Regions from separate parts of the Sus scrofa genome. Here region 2 is linked to region 1. The links are chromatin contacts, called in public Hi-C maps. All regions are on one chromosome and are shown on one strand. The core of a region is the stretch at or near the end of the contact, and the rest is flanking DNA. Distances in the headings are between cores, read along the strand shown.

Region 1 (5,555 bases), core at 2,034-4,533:
AGAGCCTCCTTGCTTGGATCCTGGGCCAGCAGGCTCGGTCTCACCGAGTGTTAACAGCCTGTGAGGACCCTCAGAGGGAACGCTCGGGGGAAACTGAGGTCTCAAGAATTTGCTGGTGTTTCTAAACCTTTTTCTGCCATAGTAAGAAATTTCCCATCACAACCCAATACAGATAGACAGGCAAGTCGATAAGGAGACAGACATCTGAAACCCATGTTTCACAAAACAGTATTTAACTTTACCACGGTGACCTGGTGGCTTTGTTTCTTCTACCTTTCCAAAATGCTTGTTAGGGAGTTCCCATCGCAGCGCAGCGGAAACGAATCTGACTAGGATCCATAAGGATGCAGGTTCGCTCCCTGCCCTTGCTCAGTGGGTTAACAATCCGGCGTTGCCATGAGCTGTGGTGTAGGTTGCAGATGTAGCTCGGATCCAGCGTTGCTGTGGCTCTGGCCTAGGCCGGTGGCTACAGCTCCGATTCGACCCCTAGCCTGGGAACCTCCATATGCCGCGGGAGCGGCCGAAGAAATAGCAAAAAAAAGACAAAAAAAAAAAAAGAAAAGTACTTGCCCATGTCCCCTGGCCGCTGAAGGGCTGAGGGGCAGAGCCGGGCGCAGAAACTGTCTGTTGACCTTCAGTCCCAGAATTGTCACAGCCTCTCTCCAGCGCCACCTCTCCCCCAGCTGTCCAGCTCACCTCTTAACAAAAAACCTTTCTCCAGCCATCTGACCCCATCAGTCCCCAATTCTGAAACCTCTTAGATTTCATAGATGGACATCAAAGCCCCCACCCCCAGCCTGGTGTTTCCCTGCCTGTCCCCCTACTACTCACCACCCCCCCCCCAAGTGGTTCAACTCTTCCTCTTACTCCTCGAACTTTCCCCTCTCTACCCTCTCCATGGATCCAAACTCCCCTGATCCCTCCAGGTTCAGCTCAGGGCCTCCTCCTCCAGGAAGCCGGCTTGGATGTCCTGCAGCCCTGAGAGCTCTCTTTTCTCTGCACCTGGAGGATAACCTCTGCTGTGACTCTCGGCATGGATTGGCTCAGAATGTTAGCCTTCTCACTGTGCTGTGTCGTTTTGTTCCCCTAATTTCACCCCAAACTTGCAGGCCAGATGCATGTCACGTATTTCTTCCATGTCAGCACAGGCCTTCATGAGGCAGCCTCCCGCAGGAGCTGAAAAAGTGCTGCTTGGTTAACAACAGCAGTCAAAACCATCAGCAGCAGGAGATATACCTCCAGGGCTCCACATCACTCCCCCAGCCAAGGTCGCATACCGGTGCCCCCAGCCCCCATATTCTAGGTACCACCCACGTCCTCAAGACCACTTAACTCTCAAGGTCACCCACAGCCCTCTGGCAACCCAGCCGGCTTCTTGAGTAGTTCCCAGCAGCCGCAGGCTCTGCAGACAGGCATCCTGGGCCGAGCGGCCAATGTCAGCCAGCAGACAGGAGGGTGAGAACATCAGGCTGGCACTGTGTGCGTGTCCTTCTCTGCCAGGGCACTTGCTGATGGGAGTGAGGGACGGGGGTGGCAGGCAGCGGAGGGCATGGCTCTGGAGCACTAGAATTCCACCTGCCAAGGACTCGGCGCCCTTCCACAGAGCTGGCTCCAGCCTGTGCTTCCTTTCCCAGCCTCTCCCTGGCCTCAGGGGCTCTTCCTGGCTTTGCCTCTCACTCCGGGAACCTTGACCAGCAGCATGGCCACCTCTTTTCCCCAGCGAGAGAGCCTGCTCTGCTGTTTGTGCCTCCTCTCCCTGGTGGACCTCGGCACGGGGCACCCTCTGGGTCAGGAATGCCAGTGGAGCTTCCCCAGGCCGGGCAAGCCACTGAAGCCCTCAGGACCCCTCAGTCTCCTCATCCATAAAGTGGATTAACACCACCTCTGCCTCCTTCAGAGCACTGAAGGGCAGATGCCTGTCGGGAATGTTGAAGAAAGGGCAGAGGGCGGGGAAGCAAAAGCAGGTGGCCGAGACGCAGGGACTGTGAAATGCCTTAGCCGCCCCCTCCCTCCAGCCTCTCCCTCTTTTCTGTCTCCAACTCCGGCCCCTTCGCTGGAATGTCCGGGGAAGGAGCACAGCATGTCTCACCAAGAGAAATGAAAGGCGGTGGGGGGGAAGGAAAGCTGATCCTTCTGGGTGCTGTTAGCACAAAAACTCAGAGCCCTTCACATCTCTTGGTTCAGGGCTCTGAGCATTTGCTGCTCCTGGGAGGTCAAACGCATCCCAATAAAGAAATCCAGGGCTTGCCAATTCCTGTGGGTCAATGTCACCCTGAAGATATGATTATTTCCAGATGAGCCCTGTTCAGATGCTGTGTGTACAAACCAGCTTTCCCCCCGTGGACAGCACCAGACAGAGACCAGCGCTGGTTTCCAAGTCTGTCAAAGTCCAAAACTCTGCCTAGGGGGCTGGGCTCACCCCTGCGTGGCACTGTGCTGTCAGCTTCATGGTGGGGTCCTTAAGAAGAAGGCCCTTCCTTTGGTTTTAGGGGGTTCTGCCAGGGTCCAAGTTCAAACAGGTCTTTGCCATTTGCGTAGCGACAGAGGTGGGGTCAGATCCTGTCATTTGCGTAGCGACAGAGGTGGGGTCAGATCCAGGCATGAAAGAAGAATAATTTCTACAGCATTTTCTGTGCTGGGCACTCTGTGAACCCCTTTATGAGGACTCTATGTTTCATCTTCCCCAAATGCTCAGGGGTTGGTACAGTTATTATCCTCACTCCACAGACAGAGAGATAGAGGCTCAAGAGGTGAAGGAGGTAGCTCAACTGACCACCCGGCAAGCAAGCAGTCGAGAGTTGAAGTGGGGTCTCCGCTTCCTGCACCTACCCTCCCTCTGCAGACAGCATCATCCTATGAGGAACGGCCAAGACATGAACTGTTTATATCCCGTGGTGGGGGTGGGGTGGGGGGAAGACTCAGGAGTCCCTGTTTAAGTGGGGGATGGATATGGTCCTGGGTGGAGGAACCCTGCTCCTTTTTCTCCCAGCCAGGCCTGACCTATGGACCATCTGGTGACCAACTCTCCTGGTTTGTCTGCGACCTTCCCATGAGTCCTTAAAGTCCCATGTCCCAGTTTGCCCAGGATGGTTCGTCACTGTACCTGTGGTCTTGGTCGCCCCTGGACCAGTTGCAGAAAAGGCCAAGTGGCCTGATGGAGCCACGTCAGGACAACCTGGGAGGCCTTTTCAATTACATTAGCTTCTGGCAGCGCCAGAGGGAAATGCTAGTCCCCGCCTCCCCTCCCTTTCTCCTTCCTCTGACTCCCTGGGTGATAGTGATTCAGCAGCAAGTGGGAAGCAGGCTAGACTGTGACCTACCAGGAGTGGAATCACCAGTGGTGGGGGTGGCTGTCAGCCCCAGCTCAGGGCAAGAATTGGAGCAAGGAGGGGAGGTGGGTAGGGGGTCTTGGGTTGATGGGGAACCAGACTCCAGCAGAAGGCCTGCTGTCCTGCCCAGGTCAGGACTTACTGCAGGGCAGTGGGAGGTGGATGCCCCCCCCCCCCCCCGCTCCATGCCCTGGTATGTGAGGGATGGGGGAGTCCCAGCCACTGGATACCTAAACTGCTTCTCACCATATTCAGCGGCTAAAAATACAAAACGGCTTTGCTAAAAGGTGCCCGACCTAGAGGCCTCCTACTAGGGCTGCGCCTGCTCGGGCTGGAGTCCAGATGCCGTGTGAAGGATTCCTACGCCTGCCATCCCACCATCCAGTCCCAGCTTGGCAATCCCACTGCCAGGGTCTCAGCCTCCATCCATTAACCCATGGGTTTGCCCTCCTTCCCCTGCACCCACTGGTGGCAGCATTTGGGGATGGGTCTTGAGCCCCAGAGCAAGGCCTGGGTTCTTGGCCACCCAGGCCCAGCCTCACCTACTCACTGTGTGACCTGGAACAAGTTGTCCAGCTTCTCTACCTTTGCTGTCCTCACCTGCAAAACAGGGAGACCACGGGGTCCAGAAGTCCTTGGCAGGACGGGCTTGTACTCTGGTTGAAGGACCGGCTGGCCAGGGGATTTCTCTGGAAGCATTAATGTTTCTTAGGGGTGGCTGGTGTCCTGATGGAGATTATGGTACAGGGACTGGAGGGTCTCTTGGCCCCCCTCCTGCTCACGTGTCAGGGTCATAGTGATGGAGGTGGACACTGTGCTGGGCCTGAGGTTCTCAGCCAACACTGGCCCAACCTCAGAACCCCAAGGTGCTCATCGGAGATGCAAACACTGGGTTAGGTGAGGTGGGGTTGGGGCCCCACGTCTGAATTTGTGCCAATCTCCCTACATGATCCTGTTGAATGACCAGGTCAAGAATCACTGGCCTGGCCTGGCACAGAGCAGACCCTCAGCCCCCTGGGGAATTATGCGCCCCTTCCCCCCACCCCCAGCGTTAGTGTGCTTCTGTCACACATGGTAATGACCTGCTGTCTCCCCTCTGGGGCTGTTGACAAGCTCAAAGAGGATCCTGGGTAGCCACAGCTGCACAAACAGAGGGAAAGAGAATGGCCATCACTGCAAGGAGGCCACCCCCTGTCTGGATTCCGGGGAGCCAGGGGATGGGCAGTGGGCCATTGTGGCCCCTGGCCCCGAGGCTTCTCCTGCAGGACCAGTGGGGAAATTGTGGGGCAGGTGGGGCGGTTCCTCCTTGTCTCCATTCCCTGCCCTTCCCCAGGCCCCACTCTGCCAAAAAAAAAAAAAAAAAAAAAAAGCCTTGAGAAACATTCTCTCCTTGGGAGACTCAAGCCTGCTGGGCAGGACGCAGTCTCCGTATAATGCTCTCCTCCTCCTTGCTGGGAACTCTCCCCACAGCAGAGCTCACAGGGCACAGCCAGGCTCTTCAGACGCGGCCTTACCCCTTACTCCCTTCTGCTCTAGGGAGGTGACCCTGGCTCAAGCCTTCCCTCACTGCCTGGTAGGGGAAGGGGACATAGGAGGACCCTCCCTTTTGGAGGCAACAGATTCAACAGATTCTCCCTTACTCCATCCGTGAGACACTTTCATTCGGGCAGGTGGGCTTATGAACCACAGCCCTTCTCCAGCTTAGATGACCTTGGGCAGTGGCTGAACCTCTGTTTCTTCATCTGTAAAATGGGGATGATCGGATCTCCTTAGTGTGAATGTGAAGATTGACTTTTGTCTTTTTTGTTGTTGTTGTTGTTGTTGTTGTTGCTATTTCTTGGGCCGCTCCCGCGGCATATGGAGATTCCCAGGCTAGGGGTCGAATCGGAGCTGTAGCCACCGGCCTACACCAAAGCCACAGCAACGCGGGATCCGAGCCGCGTCTGCAACCTACACCACAGCTCACGGCAACGCCGGATCATTAACCCACTGTGCAAGGGCAGGGACCGAGCCTGCAACCTCATGGTTCCTAGTCGGATTCCTTAACCACTGCGCCACGACGGGAACTCCTGAATGTGAAGATTGAAAGAGGTTCTCAAACATGAGGGCTGCTGGGGTGGGGTATCAGAAATGCAAATTCCTGGGCCAAGCCCAGCCTTCCAACTCACAGGGTCCTCGGTGCAAATTTTGGGAAACATAGGAGCCTCAAAGGGGAGGATCCTCTCA
Region 2 (5,555 bases), core at 1,808-4,307, 460 kb before region 1:
CACTCAAGTTGAGTTCTATGGCTTTTTTGTTGGGTTTAAGCTCTGGGCCGTCCTCACCCTCGAGAAAAATGAAATCATTAAGTAGGGCAAAATTATGTAGAAATATGGGTTTAAAAAAACCTACGTTTTCTATTACAGCTGCACTTTTAAAAATAATACTCAAATTAATTTTTCAACATCACTACCTCATAAAATTCAAGCAGTTATATATTTTTTAAAAATCCTCAAAATTCAAGACAGCATATAAGATATAGTATTCCATCACCTATTCTACATTGTTGAGGAAGAAGGAACAATTTCAATATACATGAATGATCCAGGTAAATAAGGGTCATCTTCTTCCAAGTGCTCAAGTTCTGTTTACTTCAGCTATCTGAGTTGAAATCTAAAATCTAATATATATTTGTTATTTTCTTGAATACTTGGAACATTTTAATAATTTGGAATAATGCAAGATCACTACTAAGAATACTTTTTATTATACTCTGTGGCCCATTTTTAGATTTTTAACTCATTCCCTGTCAGCTGTCACTTCTGTTCTCATTGCAACCTGCAGCTAACATCTGAAACCTCTAATACTGTTGTGAGCTGGAAACTAGAGAGAAAAGCTTCCACTGCATACTAAATGAGGGCTGGAACTTTCCAAAAGTTGTACCTGCTGTTTAGAGGCCTCTTCTACTCTAAATCTATGACTTATATTTGAGTTAAAGTTGTTGGAAGCCAGGTTTCTTAGCTTATTACGCTAAAATAAACTTTATGAAGTGCTTTCCTACCATTTATCAAAAAATCAAAAAATAATTAGGCAATGGTTCTGAAATTCTCACCTTTGATCTATACATTTTGACTAGTTTTAGCCTTCGAAGAAGGTCTTCTTTCTCCTGAATCTGCTTCACCAATTTTGCTTTTTCTTTGTTTAATCCTTGTTTAGGAAGATTCTCGTTCATAAAATCATCTTGGAGATCTCTGCATGATTCAGTATCAAATGAATTAGATTCACATGCACTGATATTCTTGAAGGTATTTTTCGAATATGGACTTTCTTCAAATTCACTGTCTATGTGTTTAAAATTTTCTTGAAATTCCAAACAGTTTTTTTCTTCTGCTGAAGATGCTGGTTTCTCTGAAAAAGTCTGATCATTTTCTTCACTCTCAACTTTAAGTCGTTTTACCACACTATAACAGGAATTAAATGAAGATCTAGTTTTCCTTAACCTTTCTCTAAGGGTTGCACTCATAGGCTGAAAAAGACATCAAACATTGATACTATTAATCAAGAAAAACCTCCGTTTTTTTTTTTAAAGGCTGCACCCACCACCTGTATAAGTTCCCATGCCAGGGATCGAGCCTGTGCCACAGCAGCAACCTGAGCTGCTGTAGTGACAACACTGGATCTTTAACCTGCTGTGCCAGAAGGGAACTCCAAGAAAAAATTCTTGACATAAATAAATCCACTAAAAATCAAGACTTTACATTTCTATAGCAGAACCACTAGATGGCTTTCTGTCTCCATATATCTAAAGTAACCATCACGCAATGTCCAATTTCTGGAAGCTCGACTAAATTTTATTTTTTTATTTTAGCAAAGTCAGCCCCCTTCTAAAACAGTGTGGAGACACTTATCCCAGTAATCACAAACATTTATTCAGTAACTAGCCCACGCATGACACTATTCTAGGTGCTTCAGACTTACAAATTAAGGAAAAGACCTAGATTTTTCTACCAAAGACCTTTATGACCTCACAGATTCAAACTTCCTGTTTAGAATATTGTAATAACCTGAACTGAAACTAAATGAAAATTATTGATTCATGATGAAAACTTGGGCGGGAGCAGGGAGGAGGGTGTCCAATACATTACCTTAGGGGAATGACTTAAAAATTTTTGCTAAGAAAATTTTTACTTATTAGTCTACACATTGTTAACAATCTTCAATAGACTTAAAACCACCCGTGACACAATACTTAGAAATATAAAATTAGAAAATATTAGATTTTCATACTTGTTTTCTTGTACTACTTGTAGGGGGAGATGGTGGATTGGCACCGGCTTGTGGAGTGCTAGGTAAAATCACAGCTGAGTCTGGACTTCCCATCTTGAAATCTTGGTTTACTTCTAAAAAAGCAATAATGGAAATCAAATGAACCCATACCTCTACATTCCTCAATTTTTATCAAGTAATTTTTTTTTACTGTTGTGTGTAACATCCACAAGTAAGCCCACAACTTCCCTTTTCATTTAGTTGTGATTCATTCTTGATCCTTCTGCAGTTTTCCATTTACCTTCCTAAACCAGATAGTGTTGGTCCATATGGTGACTACTAGTTTTTTCAGACAAGTTAACCCGCTAGCTTCTTATAGAAACAACTCTCCACTTGTTCTTATTGATGAAGTCCTCAAAATCTGCCACGTGGAGGGTAGGGAGAATAACAACTTTGTACAGTCAGGAATTCTTTAATTTCGCCAATTTCATTACGCCAGCTTCACAATGAAAGGGAGCATAAATTAAGTCTTGACTCAAAAACACATAATCAGACCAGTCACACTACCCTAATCATCAAAGTTGTGTGACTAGAACCAATGACCGACGCTCCAGGCCTGAGGAACAAGGAGCATAAGCACAGACTAATTCACTCCTGTCTGCATTGTTTTCCATTAATGGCGAAGAGATACTGAAAGGGAGAGTCTACAGAAGTTTGTTTCTTAAACAAACGCCATCAACTTCACCAAGCAAACTACCAGAGGGAGGCGAACTCCCTCCCCGCCCGCCAATGCAGAAAACCAACTCGAGCCTCGAGCCCCCAGGCCTGAGGTGGAGCTGAGAGGTTCCCACGCCGCGCAGAGGGAGCGCAGCTCCATTCCCCAGTCAACTCCTAAACAGAGACCCACTCGGCGCCCTGGACCCTACCTCCCGCCGCCATCCCCACGCTGCGAGGCAAGCGGGCGCGGCCGCAGCCCTGGCCAAAGCGTCTCGGAGGCGGGACCACGCGGGAGGCCAAAGAGACGCGCGATTGGCCAGGCCGACCGACGCGCGCAATTTGGCTTTGCCTCGCGTTCCGGAGTGTCGCGACTGCGCGCGCGCGGCCCCGAGCCTCGCTTGGTGGCGGGGCGAGGCGGGGCCAAGCGGGGGCGGGGGGGGGCAGAGATACATGATTGGCTGAGTTGACCGACGCGCGCGGCTCTGCTCCGCCCAGCGCCCGGGAGGCTCGGGACTGTGCGCGCGCGCGGCCGTGAGCCTCCGCGGGCGTCAGGCGCGCGCCGGGCTGAGCTTTTAAATGGCAGACTGTTCTCGAGAAGGGGGCGGTTTCTCTGCGCGGCTTCTCCTCCCTACTGTTTCCTTGCACTGCCTTCCTTTCCTGCTTCCTGGGTTTTGTGTGTTTGAGAAGGACGCCTAAGAATGCTTGCCCTCATCTGGCCGGCGTCTGTCTCGTCTCCGCGCTCTCCACAGCAAAGGCCTTTCTTCACGCTGCACGGGACCCAGAGACGTGGGGCCGGCTGTGTTAAATTTACAGCTTGTAAACTCCGAAGGCGAGACCACAAAAGAGCAGCGCTGGCTTAAATGGCCTTTTGAGAGTCAAACAGGTTAGAAATCTGAGAGCGGATGCAGTTGAGCTAATTTTTAGCCTTTGCTGCCGCAAACTCGGCGGCACGTCCATGAGTTCTCTGCTGAATCTACCACAACATTTAGATTCTTTAGCTTGGCTTCAAATTGTTAAGTCAAATCTGAGAGAGAGGAAAAAAAAAAAAAATGTAGTCCAAGGAAAATTTGTCGTGGTGCAACACAGGAAGCCCAGCAATCGCTGAATAAGATTGTATTGGTCCAGAAGTTTGCCCTCGCTGAATGCTGGGCAGCAGTATCCTTAATCTAAAATAATCCTTTCCTGTGTGCTGCCGTTCTGATGCTGCGCAACAACAAAGTTAATTAAATTGGGTGGAGCACTAGGTTTAGGAGAAGACAGTTGAGTAATTTCTGAGTCACGTGGAAGTTGGAAATTTTAAGGATCCAATGTTTTGAATCCTAGCGAATGGCCAATTTAAACGTTGATACTGTGTTTCACTAAAATAATAATGGTTTAGAAGTAGCCAGTACCCGGTAGGAATTTAAGGTGTCCTGAACAGTGGAATATAAATACAGATCCTGAAGACGATATAATGCAGTGTTAGGGATGTAAATGTTGGAGTCCAGTTGCCTAGGTTCAAATCTCAACACCATTATTTTGTGTTCTTTGTAATGTAGTGTCTCTGTGCCTCAGTTTTTTCATCCATAAAGTGGGGATAATAGTATCAACCTAGATACTGGAGAATTAAGTGAGAACTCATGACAGGGTGAACAGCAGTAGGAAACACTCATTAGTTGTTATGCTACATATGTGACTACGTTCACCATTCCCTAATTGAGTTAAAGGAATGCATCATAAAATTCTTTCACATTCACTTATTTACCCAAAAAGGGCCACGTATTATTTAAAAGATGCTCTGGTCTATAGGATCTCTCACAGTTGAAGCCACAAATAGAAAACTTGAAGCTTCCATGTATAATTAATAATGCATTCCAATCCTTCTAATAGTATCAAAATTACATAAATTAATCTCAAGGAATTTACAAAATGAGAGAACTCATGATTTTGTGACATAGGTGTTATTCACCTCAGCAAGCCACAGGTCTCAGTCTGTACATTTATTTCTCCCTTTAACTCATCCATTGGCATCAGTTACACTGAAAAAGGCAGATTTGCCCTGACAGTAGAAGCCCAGTGCACACTCTGCATATTCTTTACACCTTAGGGCATAAGGTTGGGTTGTTTTTTTAATTCCCTAAAATCAGCTGCTCCAGAAACCTTTTATCATTACAACCTAAGCTTAGAGCTGTGTTTTTGCTGGCTCCAAAAACGAAAACAACATCTTGCCTGGCAAATTTCTGACTTGCTTATTATGTGAACTGGTATATTAAATGGAATTGTTTTGGCCAGATTTTCAAAGAACTTCAGACCAAGTACTCAGAACAATCTGTATTTCACAATTGTGCATTTGTTGACCTACATTTCTGACTTCCATGTGTTGTTAGAATCGAATGATCTTCCCGTGTTTAAGTTTGCATTTACTTAACACCTTCACATACCGAAATACTCTCAATTTAGTAAGGGATCTAGAGTATAGCCCTTATAGTTTTCATTGTTTGTGTAGACAGAGCCTCGCAACCATTTCCTTGTCTTTAAGAGCTTGAAATCTGCTGGAGTTTGTTGTTTCTGAACTAGGACATTGTATATTTCAAATGGAACTCTTCAGGCAGGGAAGAATGCTGCCCCAGAGAGCTTGAAGGCAAGGACTCTTAATTCCACCTTAGAGAACAATTTAGAAAAGAGAATTCAATGATAATAGTAATTAATATTAACCTAAGGCAGGCTTTTTCTCTGTTTTTAAATTTCCTCAGTACCCAAGGCTACTGTTCGCCACATTGTTGTTCATTGGGGAGTGGTAAAACACTTCTTCCATTCATTCTTGTCTGTGATTATTGTTGGTGGAATGATGACATAAACCTAAAAGCCTTTATGAGGGTTT

What was found. A called contact is a pair of places that touch in the nucleus more often than the background predicts.
Region 2: a contact with region 1 is called in a Hi-C map of embryonic fibroblasts, with 2.3 times the contacts expected there. The contact joins the promoter of SFR1 here to the enhancer-like site in region 1. A contact is called at or near these places in 1 of 5 promoter capture datasets (fetal liver), 1 of 47 Hi-C or Micro-C datasets (embryonic fibroblasts) and 2 of 2 datasets of contacts at active chromatin or transcription factors (alveolar macrophages and skeletal muscle).

The regions. Positions count from the first base shown.
Region 1 is chr14:114,604,324-114,609,878 of Sscrofa11.1, reverse strand. The region is part of intron 5 of SH3PXD2A (SH3 and PX domain-containing protein 2A); the gene reads left to right. Among named protein-coding and RNA genes, the nearest start is that of SH3PXD2A, 170 kb to the left of the region's middle. Within about 2 kb of position 3,283, at least 6 of the 83 cell types and tissues checked have an H3K27ac peak or open chromatin away from gene starts, as enhancers often do. A contact at or near this core is called in embryonic fibroblasts, where this site is marked.
Region 2 is chr14:115,062,457-115,068,011 of Sscrofa11.1, reverse strand. It overlaps SFR1 (swi5-dependent recombination DNA repair protein 1 homolog), which reads right to left and starts at 3,057. Exons shown (of 4, transcript XM_001927227.5): 1 at 2,905-3,057; 2 at 2,000-2,112; 3 at 825-1,238. The coding sequence starts at 2,917.